Linked DNA regions of Zea mays: all the other regions are linked to region 3. Evidence: chromatin contacts called from public Hi-C data. All regions are on one chromosome and are shown on one strand. Each heading gives the region's core, a stretch centred on a gene start, on an enhancer-like site or on the middle of the called end of the contact. The rest is flanking DNA. Distances are from core to core; before and after follow the strand shown. Region 1 holds the start of LOC100191165 (2-dehydro-3-deoxyphosphooctonate aldolase). Region 2 holds the start of LOC100274146. Region 3 holds the start of LOC103650611 (AP-2 complex subunit sigma-like).

Region 1 (3,689 bases), core at 168-2,667, 370 kb before region 3:
TCAAGATTTGTGCTCATTTGGGCTGAAAACGTTACTTTTCCAGCCTCCACCCAAGCTAGCACAATAGGTTTAGCGTGGCCCATTCTCAATTAGCACATATTTTCATCTCTCAAGTGGCCTAGTCCTAAATTCCTAATTCCCAAACCCCACGCTGATAGCAGGCAGCATCAGCCGCCGCCGCCTGCCTACCACTACGGGCCTACGGCAGCCACTGCGGCTAGTCCTGCAGCGCGACGCCGCGACGACGCGACACAGGCACACAACGAAGGTGACACGGCGCCTCAGCCCTCAACTAGCGGTCAGCTGGTCAGGCCTCAGCCGCTGTCGCCTCGCCTGTCGGCCATCGGCGGCTCGGCACCTAGGCCCCAGTCGGCCAGTCCGGCGTCCCCAGGGCCATAGCCCGACAGCCGCACAACCTTCAGACTTCAGTTTTGAAATAGTTGTATGCAAATATGTAGTTTGTGTTTAGTTAGCCTAGAATTTTAAATTATGATGACTAGTTATTAAATCAGTTATGCCTATATTGTTTATGCTTAATTCTATGTTATATATACAAATAATTACTCCTATCTATGCCAATAGAAAAACTTTAGTCTTTAAAAATCATTATCCTATAAAATTTTCGAATACACACCTTCTAAATTCTGGACGGTCACTGCCTAAGCGCCAGGCCACTGTGGTACACCTAGTTCGTCCACCAGTCGCCAGCCTACCTCGTCCACCCGTGGGCCTCGTCCTTATCCTCGTTCACCTGCGACGCACCACGCCCTCGTCTAGATCCAGTCATCCTCGTTCATCGGCAGACCGACACCGGCCAACCACGCCCATTGCCACTGGCCAACCTCGTTTTTGTCCACGGTCGGTGTGTAGTATACTACTGCATCGTTTATGTGTGGTGCGTGTTGGCAAGTATGGTTAGCAGCTTGTATGACGATGCAACAACTTGATCCATCGTGCCTGTGCGCTTGGCAGCTTGTTGTATAAGCTTAGCAGTTGGCAGCAAACAAACACCTCATAGCATAAAATAATAAAATACTACTGTATTATCTAAAACCATGGTATTACATAAAAACTGTAAAAATATTTCACCCCAAACAGACCATTAGGATTACTTTGGGAACCTCAAACCTCCTTCGAATTGGAGGGGATTAAAATGGAAATAAACTATTTTTTTTAATCCCAATCAATTCCGGGATTTAAGTTTCCAAACTAGTCCTTAGTTGTTTCGGTTTCGGTACCAGTTTTGAGGGCAAAAACTTTCGGTTTCGAACTGTGTCTGGGTGGATGTGATTGGGCTGAGCCTGCGACCGTCCGGCCCACAGCATTTTCGGCCTGTGTCCATTCAACTCGTTAGAGCTCGGCTTAAATTAGCCAACCGGTCCTCCGGTCGCTGTCATCCTCAGCCTCAGCTCAGTCTCTTCCACTCTCCCTTGACCTGTCTCCTTCACCTGCTGATTGCTGTGCCGCTCCGCTCCGCTCCGGTGGCATCTGCATCTGCATCTCCATCCCTCGATCTGTCTTCTCTCAGGTTCGTGCGCTTCATCCGCCCTCCCGTGCTTCCGCTGCATTTCTTTCTCGTGATCTTGGGGGGTTCTAGGACAGGGACGGCCGGACGGGCCTTGATGTTTTTGTTGTGCCGCCGCAGGGTGGAATAAGCGTGACAATGGAGGCTCCACCCGTGGCGCTGTTCGACACCCTCAAGGTGCGCACTGAGAGTTGCTTTTGTAATTCTCACCATCATCTTGGATGCGGCATTTCATCGATCGTCCTGCGAGCTGTTCGGTGTTTAAATTCTTGCCCTTTTGTTTCTGATGTGATATGGTAGCAAATCTTATTAGCTTGTTCGAGTGGATCTGAGAATGTACAGTGGAATTCCAAGCAATGTATTTTTTGGGTTAAAAGGAATGTCGACCGTGATGTATCGAGTCTGTGGTAGTTTCTTCGTTTGCCCTCACATGAATGATATAAACGACAACTTTTGTGATCATGTATTATGTACTGTGTGTTTTTTTATCAATCTGATTCTTGCAACAGGCAGCCAAACCGTTCTTCTTGTTGGCTGGTCCCAACGTGATTGAATCGGAGGAGCACGTCCTGAAGATGGCCAAACACATCAAAGCAATTACGACCAAGTGAGCACGAAGTGGGGATCAGTCTTTTTTTTTCTAACAAAACCGGGGCTAAATTAAACCTACACTGTTGCCTTTCCCTCTCCATGATAGGCTTGGAATTCCGCTCGTGTTCAAGTCCAGCTTTGATAAAGCAAACCGTACATCATCAAAATCATTCCGTGGTCCTGGTCTTGAAGAAGGTCTTAAGGTGAGGCATGTTTTATTCTTCACACTAGGCATTTCCTAGTTTTGATTACGTTGGTCTTCAGTACAATGTGCAAATTCATGTCAAGCCATATGTGACACTAGTTTAGTTCTCTGCAATATCATATGATAATTAAATTGGACATATTTTTAGCATCAGTGATTATCTGGATTTCTGGGAAGGGGCTGGACAACTAAAATCACCTGTTCAAATAGAGTGGGATATTCTTATTTTGGTCTAGGCTGAGATTCTAGGAGAAACATTAACAGTTAGCCATAACTTGGGATTTGATCAAGTACCAATGTCACTTTACTAACTTCTGTTCCATCAGGTGTTATGCCTTTGTCTCTGTATGACTGTATGTTACCTATTTGTTGGCACAAAGCTTTTCACGTGCAATAGTGTGTTTATATGATATTGTTTTACACTTTCCTATTTTGGTTAGATCCTTCAAAAGGTGAAAGCAACATATGACCTTCCGATAGTCACTGATGTGCACGAAAGCCACCAGGTAATCCATTCACAGATTCTACTGTGTTAACACCCAATTTTGCTTGATTCTGCACCAGATCATGTTTCTGTTGTACTTTTGTACTGTAAGACATGTTTCCTGTTCTTAAGTAATTATCTGTTTCATACTAGGTACATGTTATGTTTGTGTAGGCATATATAATCATCAGAAAGAAACTTTTGACCCCATACACTTTCCTTTTCCTTTTAAACAATGCATCTCTACACAAGTTGCAGTATTGAATGATTTGGTTTCATTTCAAATCCTTGATTCATATTCATACACAGACCTGCTTTTCATAATTTTGTCCTTATATTTGAGGGGCAAGCTGTTACTTTTTTGAGCATATGTGGAACTCAATAACACGATTACCCACAATCTAACAACCCACCTTATTGCTAACTGCCCATTGCTTGTGTTGCCCTTTATCAAATCAAAATCTCCTACTGCATATTGTTTGCTATGAAGGGATAGATGATTCCTAATTATTTGATTAAATCAGTGTGAAGCTGTTGGAAGAGTTGCTGACATCATACAGATTCCAGCCTTCCTCTGTCGCCAGGTACAGTTTTGAACAAAAGAATTTTCTGTGGACACCAGTTTTTTCATATATTTAAGCATGACTGCAATCTGCATATTTGTACCATGTTCTGAATCTTTAATGTAAACATATTACTATGATGACAGACTGATCTTCTAGTGGCTGCTGCTAAGACTGGAAAAATTATCAATATCAAGAAAGGACAATTCTGTGCGCCTTCTGTAAGTTGCATTTTACTAGCTGATAGTATAATTGAAACTTGAATATAGGATTTTTTAGCTACTTGCTAATTTAGCATTTTAATCATTACCGTAAAAAGGT
Region 2 (3,837 bases), core at 1,165-3,664, 360 kb after region 3:
ACTGCTACAGGTTCCAGCTCCAGGGTGTGGCTATATTTTATAATATAAATTTAAATAGTTTTAGAAAATATTTCTAATCTAAATAATAAACAAAATGACTTATCTAAATATCTTTTAAAGATTCACAACTCCATCAAATTTTCTGAAGCTGGTCCAAAACAGAGCCTAACAGACATGGGAGAAAATCTAATGCAAATGCCCAGGATCATTTTATCTAGTACCCAGATTTGTACCCGTTGTACCTGACAAATACTTGACAATGTACTTTCTTCGAAGCCACTGGAACCGTTCCTCAGCCGTTTCCATGGTCAGGAACATCTCCCTCTGTTCTCTACTGACAAACAGTTCAGTTGCGATGAAATGCTCATTGCTTCCACACCGTGCTCCGCATTCCCAGACAAGTGTCATAACATCCTGGATGCTAGGCCATGGCACCAAGTCAGCTTGGGAGCTGAACTTTTTGAAAGTATCCTGTGCTTTCTGAGCCAGCTCAGTTATGCGATACAAATGAGCTTGCATGAGCAGAGCAGTTTCAGCCTTGTTTTTCTTGTTCTTCTTTGTAGCACTGAAACTAATCGGTCTCTTCTTCCTGTTTGAAGTATACTGAAACACAGGCTCTTGATAAATGTCATCATTATCTTCAGTGTTGTTGTCCAATCCATCGAGGTTCACACCATTCATGGGGATTTCTTGAACACTTCGCAAATCATGTGCGGGTAGTGGCAACTGATCCATCCCATTCATGGGGCTGTATGGACCAGATGGCAAACCATGTGCAGTCACAGGCGAATGATCCACTCCATTGAGCGCGCAGTCTGGAGCAGATGGCAAACCAGTTGCAGCCGGTGGCGAATGATTCACCCCATTCTTCGGGCTTTCCGGCGCAGGCGGTGAAGGATCCACACCATTACTGGTGATGTAGTCAAACATTACATTCAACTTATCCTCATGATGTAGACCGCCATGTCGAAATTTCCTTGCACCCGGCAGCTCCTACCAGTAATGAAAAGGAAAGGGTGTCATGCAACTAAAATCACTGAATCAGTATAAAATATGGAATCAGTTTAATTTACGCACAACAAACCTTATTGATCTTCTTCCACCATTCTTCGTCAGCAACAAATGTCCCCTTTGCTGTGTCCCAGGGTAAACCCTTCCCTACTACAAGCAACTTCCTCCAGGTGATGTAATCATTCTTAAACTTGTCCCATTTGTTCTTAAGCTGCAATTTTGTATAGAGAAGCTCTGTCCTCTGCTGAAACTTAGCCGCAACTTGGCGGTAACCAATGTTGTTCAGATGCGTGTTTGGCCTGTTCCCAGCCCGAACTTGTTCTTCAAAGAGTTCGCAGACAATCCTAGTGTGTTCATCATTCCACTCGGCTTCTGGCATCTGCACTAACAACACACATTGAATAGCATCAGCAACATACAATTGTGACATGCAAAGTGAGCGATTCTGCAGGCGAACATAGTGATAGATACAACACAACAGCAAACAGAGGTCACTCCCAAAAGATGTCAATCCTAACGCTGTTGTAGAAAATTAGAGACAGTATCTGAACAATAATGCTATATAAAAACTTAAAACGACACTGATAGTGGCTATACTAGGCTACTTTCGTACGATGTTTCAGGTTTAACCTACAATATTTTAATGCTAGAAACTACGAAACAGTGAAGGGCCTGAACAACGACCCTGCACATACAAGACTGCTGTAGAAAGATGTTTAAGCTTTTTTTCTACATAATATTGCACAAACCACATCACAGGAAAGATGAAGGGAGAAGTGTGAAAGTGTATGCGAAAGGCCACATCACTAAACCGCGCACTCATGGAATTAGAGTATAGTGCAAGTTCGACAAGTAAAATGCAAGTGTTCTGTTCAATTGTGCGGGCAGCAAACGTCAGAGAAATTCATTGTATTGAAAATCAATAACCCATCCTGCAGCTAGTTGGTCTCGATGGGTCTGATCACCCGTTCAGGCAAGGAATTTTCTGGAATTTGTTGTTGGATTGCTCGAACCTACCAAAAATTAAGGGCGCAACCGTAGAAACCCTAGCTAGAACAGAGAATTCAATTTCAATCTGCCAAGCAACGTTAGGGCTTCCTTACCCGAACGACGAAAAGGTGAGGACGAATTCGAACCGAGTCCGGTCCGATTCCCGCTCCGCTCAGCAGCGACCCAGCAGCACCAGCGGAGCGCGGCGAGGCGAGGAGGTGATGGCGGCTGCTATCCTAGAGAAATCCTCGCTCGACTGAGCGGCGCGCTATGATTCAATGGGCGTGGGAGCGCGCTCAGCGGAGGGGTCGGTGGTGCGGGCAGGCCGGGTGGGCCGGGAGAAGAAGAAGCAACACCCGCCAGCCGGTCGGTGGCCTCGCCGCGCCGGCGCGGGGGGAAGGGCTGGAGTGTGACGAGGCGGTGATTCGGTGAACGGGGGTGTTCGTTTTTTTAGTTTGTATCAGATGGGATATTTTTAATTAAAGTAACTAATATGCAAGCAGGTACTATGTACAATCACGGTAGATATTTTGATCTATTAAATCTAGATGTAACGCTAGATTATATTTAACATTTAAACCCTTTCATCACCACCTGATATAGCTTTATAAAAAAACTCTCTAACAAATCATAATTGTATCTACCGTTGGATATAGATCTAACGAACTAAAAAGTCTGCTTGCACGCTTGCACCTAGTACCTGCTTACATATTAGTCGTTGTCTTTTATTAATTAGGGCTAGTTTAGAAACCAGAAAACCGGAGAAGATTGGAAGAACTAAGGGTGTGTTTGGTTGAAGAGTTAACTAAAATGGAGAGACTCCATTCCGATTTTTTAGAATAGAGTCGTTCTATTCTACGTTGGCTGTGTGTTTGGTTGAGTTGTGGAGAAAAATATAGTGACTCCATTCCTATTTTTTGGATGTTTGGTTTACAACAAAACAGGAGCGGAATGACTCCTGGAGTCACCATATGGAAATTTAACATAAATAGTTATAATGCTCCTACTCCACAAAAACGATCGGATACGAGCGATCTCTTAGATGTGAGCGCTTTCCTCCCTCTCCTACCCTCTACACTCAATCACTCATATAGATCTCCAACCAAACAGAGAACGGAACGACTCTGCTCTATTCTACTCTTCAACCAAACAAAAAATGGAACGGCTTTGTTCTGTTTGTCAAACACGGAATAAAACGGCTCTATTATCAAAAACTAGAATGGAGCCGCTCTATTCTAGTTGACTCTCCAACCAAATGTGCCTAAAATCCTTTATTATTCAAAATAGTCCTTATAGTGACAATTATGTCGGGGGAAAGATCCCAAACCCCTGGCCCCACTAGTCAGTAGAAGGATGAGAAAAGGATCTGTCTCGAAAGAATCCGATCTCGGATAGTCTTGAGGCATCGAGCCTGGATTCGGACGAGGTGGGGGCCAGAAGGGGGTCGGGCTGATCGAGGGGAAACCACTTGAGTGGATTCTACATTTGATCTAGGATTGACCTGTCGTAAGTGACCGACCGCATTAACTGCACATGACACCGAGCCACAGTGAGAGAGTCGATCCACCTTCCACTCATGACCTATGGGCCCCTAGGCCTACGGCTCGCTCATGACTTACCGAGCCTAGGCCTGAGAGCACTAGCTGTCTACAGGGGCCGCAACACGACAAGTCGCGATGAGACCCAGGCTATGGAGGTCAAGGCTCAGTGTGGCACATAGACGGTAACATTGATGCCGGGGCACTTCGCCACCAATGACGCCAGCCATTGAAGACTGGATGTAGGAACGTTCTGCCTGAACCAGTATAAATCTCGCACCCACTAGGCACACCATCC
Region 3 (3,558 bases), core at 715-3,214:
AGTTGAATCTTCTCGTTGAACGATCAAACGGGTTCGATGCACACCAAACTCATCCTGGCTGCCCTTCTCCGAAGTGTCCAAATTACACCCTCTCTATATAAACGGTCCGATGCACACCAGACTAGTCCGAATGACCAAGTCACCTAAAGTTTGTTTTACAGCTTCTCTAGGTAACAATCCAGTGCACACCGGACCCATCCGGTGACCCACTAAACAGACTTCCTAAGTCAATTTTGCACATATGTTATCAGATTGAATTTGACTGGCCTGAAGAGTCTCCCTATGACTTAGAAAAACATGTCTAGAATAATTAAATTCTCTAACTTATATTCCTGTTTTGGCTCAAACTAGCTCCAAAAGAGTGAAATGTTGAAACTAAGCTATCCAAGGTGAGTCAAATAAGTTCCTATGGGTATTTAGAACTTCTCGAAAGTATAGAACTAGTGCTAGCTCATCTATTCCAAGTTTTACCCCTTTTTGGTTGAATTTGAGCTAATTCTAACTTAGAAACTGGATTGTTGAACTTATGAACCTATGAATCAAATACTAAGAAAACAAGTTAGTATGAATAGTTGTGATCGTCATCAAGCACCAAAATCAATACCAAGAGCACTTGACACTCATACACTCTACCACAACGTATTCTAATCATTTTAGTGAGATTCGAGCACCGTGCTGAGTTGTTCTTGTCATTATGTGAGAGTGTGCTCTTGTGATCTTCTTTCTTGTGTTGTGTGGCTGTGTTTGCTCTTATCTGTACTATTCTCTCTCTCTCTATTTGATGTACTTTGGAGCTATAACTCATTCTTTTGTGTATGTCTACAAGAGACTCTAACGTGGGGAGATTACTTGTGAGGGGATTATTATTGATATAAGGAAGATTGTGGCACTCAAGTTGATCATTGGACCACTTAATAGGTGTCGAGTGCAACAGGAGCGGATCTAGATAAAACAGTCATTGGTGTCGTCTCCATTAAGTTATAGTATCATCAATTCATTTAAACACTAACAAGCATACATTTTAATGGAGATTACTAAAATCTATTGGTGTCACATGACATCGCAAAAAATGCCCTCGATCTACCCCTGGAGTGCAACACTTATCCATTAGGACACCATAATATGGAGTAGGTAAGAATTTGAGGCATGACCGAAACACGAGAAAATCGCCATGTCTCTTGTGCTCCATTCTTTGCGATTGTTCTTCCTCTCTCTAAGTTCTTTCATTCACTTGCGATATTGCTCTAAGTTTATTTAACATCTTGTAAGAGCAATCAAGTGAAGAAAACTTCTCTCATCTTTCTCACTCCGACTTGATCGAGTTTTGCACTAACTTTGTATTTGGACCAAGTTTGTGTTTAAAGTTGTGTATTTTAGGCATCATCTATTCACTCCCCTCTAGATGACTCTCATTCTGCATGGACCGAACATACTTGGGCAGATTAAAAGGCTTGACCCCTTATTCCCTATGTGAATTATCTGATTGGTGAAGTGATTTAGCAACTTAGGTGGGTGTACCAATGGGAGGAGCCTACATACTACCAAAATATCGGTGGATTTGTAGAGTACGATTTCTGCGTGGACCAAATAAACTTGGACATAGTATAAGGCGTAGTTGATGCGTAAGCAAGGTATGATGTTGCTCTCATCCAAGAAGTGTCATATAGCATACGATGAGTGGAATGCATACCCGTGGTAATGATTTTCATCGAATAGAGTATTGCAACTTTGATGTTATTTTTGAACTATGAAATCGTGACATGTAATGTATTTAAACCGCTAAATATTGTTATTGAACTTGTGATAACATTTGATTTTTTTTTAAAATTTTTGTAAGTCTAATGTGTTTTATTTGACAAAAACAAGAGGTTTAGTTTCCTCCTCTCTGCTGTATCGGTTGAATAATCTACTGAAAACCGATCCAATTCAAAATTTGATTTGGATTAGAATTTAGCTGATTTCTACATGTTTTTACCGATTAATCGTGATTAAACGGAAATCGGCGGGGGCTGGTTTTTGAGGGGTTACCGGTTTGGTGCGTTTTCATTTCCCCGCCGCCTCCAGATCACGACTCTGTCCTTCCCAATTCTCAGGCAACCCCGTCGTCTTCCGCCATGGTAACGAACTCGCATCCGATTTCCCCAATACTTTCTTCGATTCTTTCCTGTTCCTCACCTTGGTTCGATCTGCCACGCCGGTGCAGATCCGGTTCATCCTGCTGCAGAACCGGCAGGGGAAAACACGGCTGGCCAAGTACTATGTCGCTCTCGAGGACTCCGAGAAGCACAAGGTTGAGTACGAGGTGAGCCTGCTGGACTGCTGGTGGAGAAGAAAGATTTGATCTTGATGCCGGATTCTGGTTCCGTCTTTGATTTGGGCGGTGCTGACTCCCTGTTGCTGTTTCTTGGCCTTGGTTGTGGTGAATCCAGGTGCATCGGCTCGTGGTCAACCGGGACCCCAAGTTCACCAACTTCGTCGAGGTGGGTGCTTTGAGCTCTTGATTTGGATTCCAGTTGTGCTTAGGGTATTTTGTCATGAGATTGGGGATATTGTTTGGAAGAAAGTGATAATTCATATCCTTATTCCGAGCTACAGAATAGCTCGCCTAGTTAATAAGTTCGTAAATTTTGTGTGTAGCCGTGTGATACATGATACACATAGATCACTGATCGAGATGGTCAAATGATTGATTAAAATGAGTGTATTTGCTTTTACCACTTATCATCGAGACTTGCTTAGTAATTTAAGTTTTGACGAAGAATCTCCCCATATTAGGCTGCTAACCAGGAACATCACCGTGGGTATGCACATGTCTAAACTCTAAAGTTTTACATGATACATTAACTTTTCGTAAACTACAAATAGATCCAAAGAACCCATGCTTGAAGCCTTGAATAGAAGATTGTTAATATCTAATGGAAACTTGAATTCATAATGCGTTCCCCACCTTTGAAACACTTGATTACATCATCACTAATCTTTGAAAAGAATTCTAGTCAGGGTTTCTATTTTATGCCTATCCTGTCTTTCTTTAGTGAGCCCAATTTAACTCTTGTGCCTGCGCCCATAGGTCTTCCTGTAGAAGAATGAGTCCACAACACTTCCCCCCTCCCCCTGGAACAGCTCGTCCTCGAGCTGAAACACCGGATATTCTTTCTTGAAGTCTTCTAGTGAAATCCAAGAAGCATCAACAGCTGCCTGTCCGTCCCAATGTACCAACAATTCCCATACGCCATGTTTGAGACGAGCACGAATGATTTGCAAGGGTTTAGGAACCACTCTGCCATGCACAAGAGGTGGCAACTGCACTGGATCACCCACCGGAGGGGTACCCACGAAAGGCTTAAGAAGAGCCACATGAAACACATTATGGATGCGAGCTGCTGCTGGTAAACGAAGACGATAAGCTACTGATCCAATCTGCTCTAGTACTTCATAAGGTCCAAAGTACTTAGGGCCCAGCTTAGTGGCACGAGCTGGAGTGATACCCACGGCTGTGCGGTGATGCAAACGGAGCCAAACCCAGTCTCCTACTGCAAAGACAACCTCCCGGTGCTT

What was found. A called contact is a pair of places that touch in the nucleus more often than the background predicts.
Region 1: a contact with region 3 is called in a Hi-C map of leaf, with 9 times the contacts expected there. The contact joins the promoter of LOC100191165 here to the promoter of LOC103650611 in region 3. A contact is called at or near these places in 4 of 25 Hi-C or Micro-C datasets (ear, leaf and tassel).
Region 2: a Hi-C map of bundle sheath shows a contact between it and region 3, with 2.4 times the contacts expected there. The contact joins the promoter of LOC100274146 here to the promoter of LOC103650611 in region 3. A contact is called at or near these places in 7 of 25 Hi-C or Micro-C datasets (bundle sheath, ear, leaf and 2 more).

The regions. Positions count from the first base shown.
Region 1 is chr3:138,024,293-138,027,981 of Zm-B73-REFERENCE-NAM-5.0, forward strand. LOC100191165 (2-dehydro-3-deoxyphosphooctonate aldolase) reads left to right here and starts at 1,418. Exons shown (of 14, transcript NM_001136600.1): 1 at 1,418-1,528; 2 at 1,646-1,702; 3 at 2,035-2,132; 4 at 2,223-2,319; 5 at 2,762-2,827; 6 at 3,330-3,389; 7 at 3,515-3,589. The coding sequence starts at 1,664.
Region 2 is chr3:138,756,248-138,760,084 of Zm-B73-REFERENCE-NAM-5.0, forward strand. LOC100274146 reads right to left here and starts at 2,415. Exons shown (of 3, transcript NM_001148524.1): 1 at 2,115-2,415; 2 at 1,085-1,390; 3 at 1-993. The coding sequence starts at 1,390. The coding sequence ends at 211.
Region 3 is chr3:138,393,159-138,396,716 of Zm-B73-REFERENCE-NAM-5.0, forward strand. LOC103650611 (AP-2 complex subunit sigma-like) reads left to right here and starts at 1,965. Exons shown (of 6, transcript NM_001324270.1): 1 at 1,965-2,117; 2 at 2,204-2,302; 3 at 2,430-2,480. The coding sequence starts at 2,115.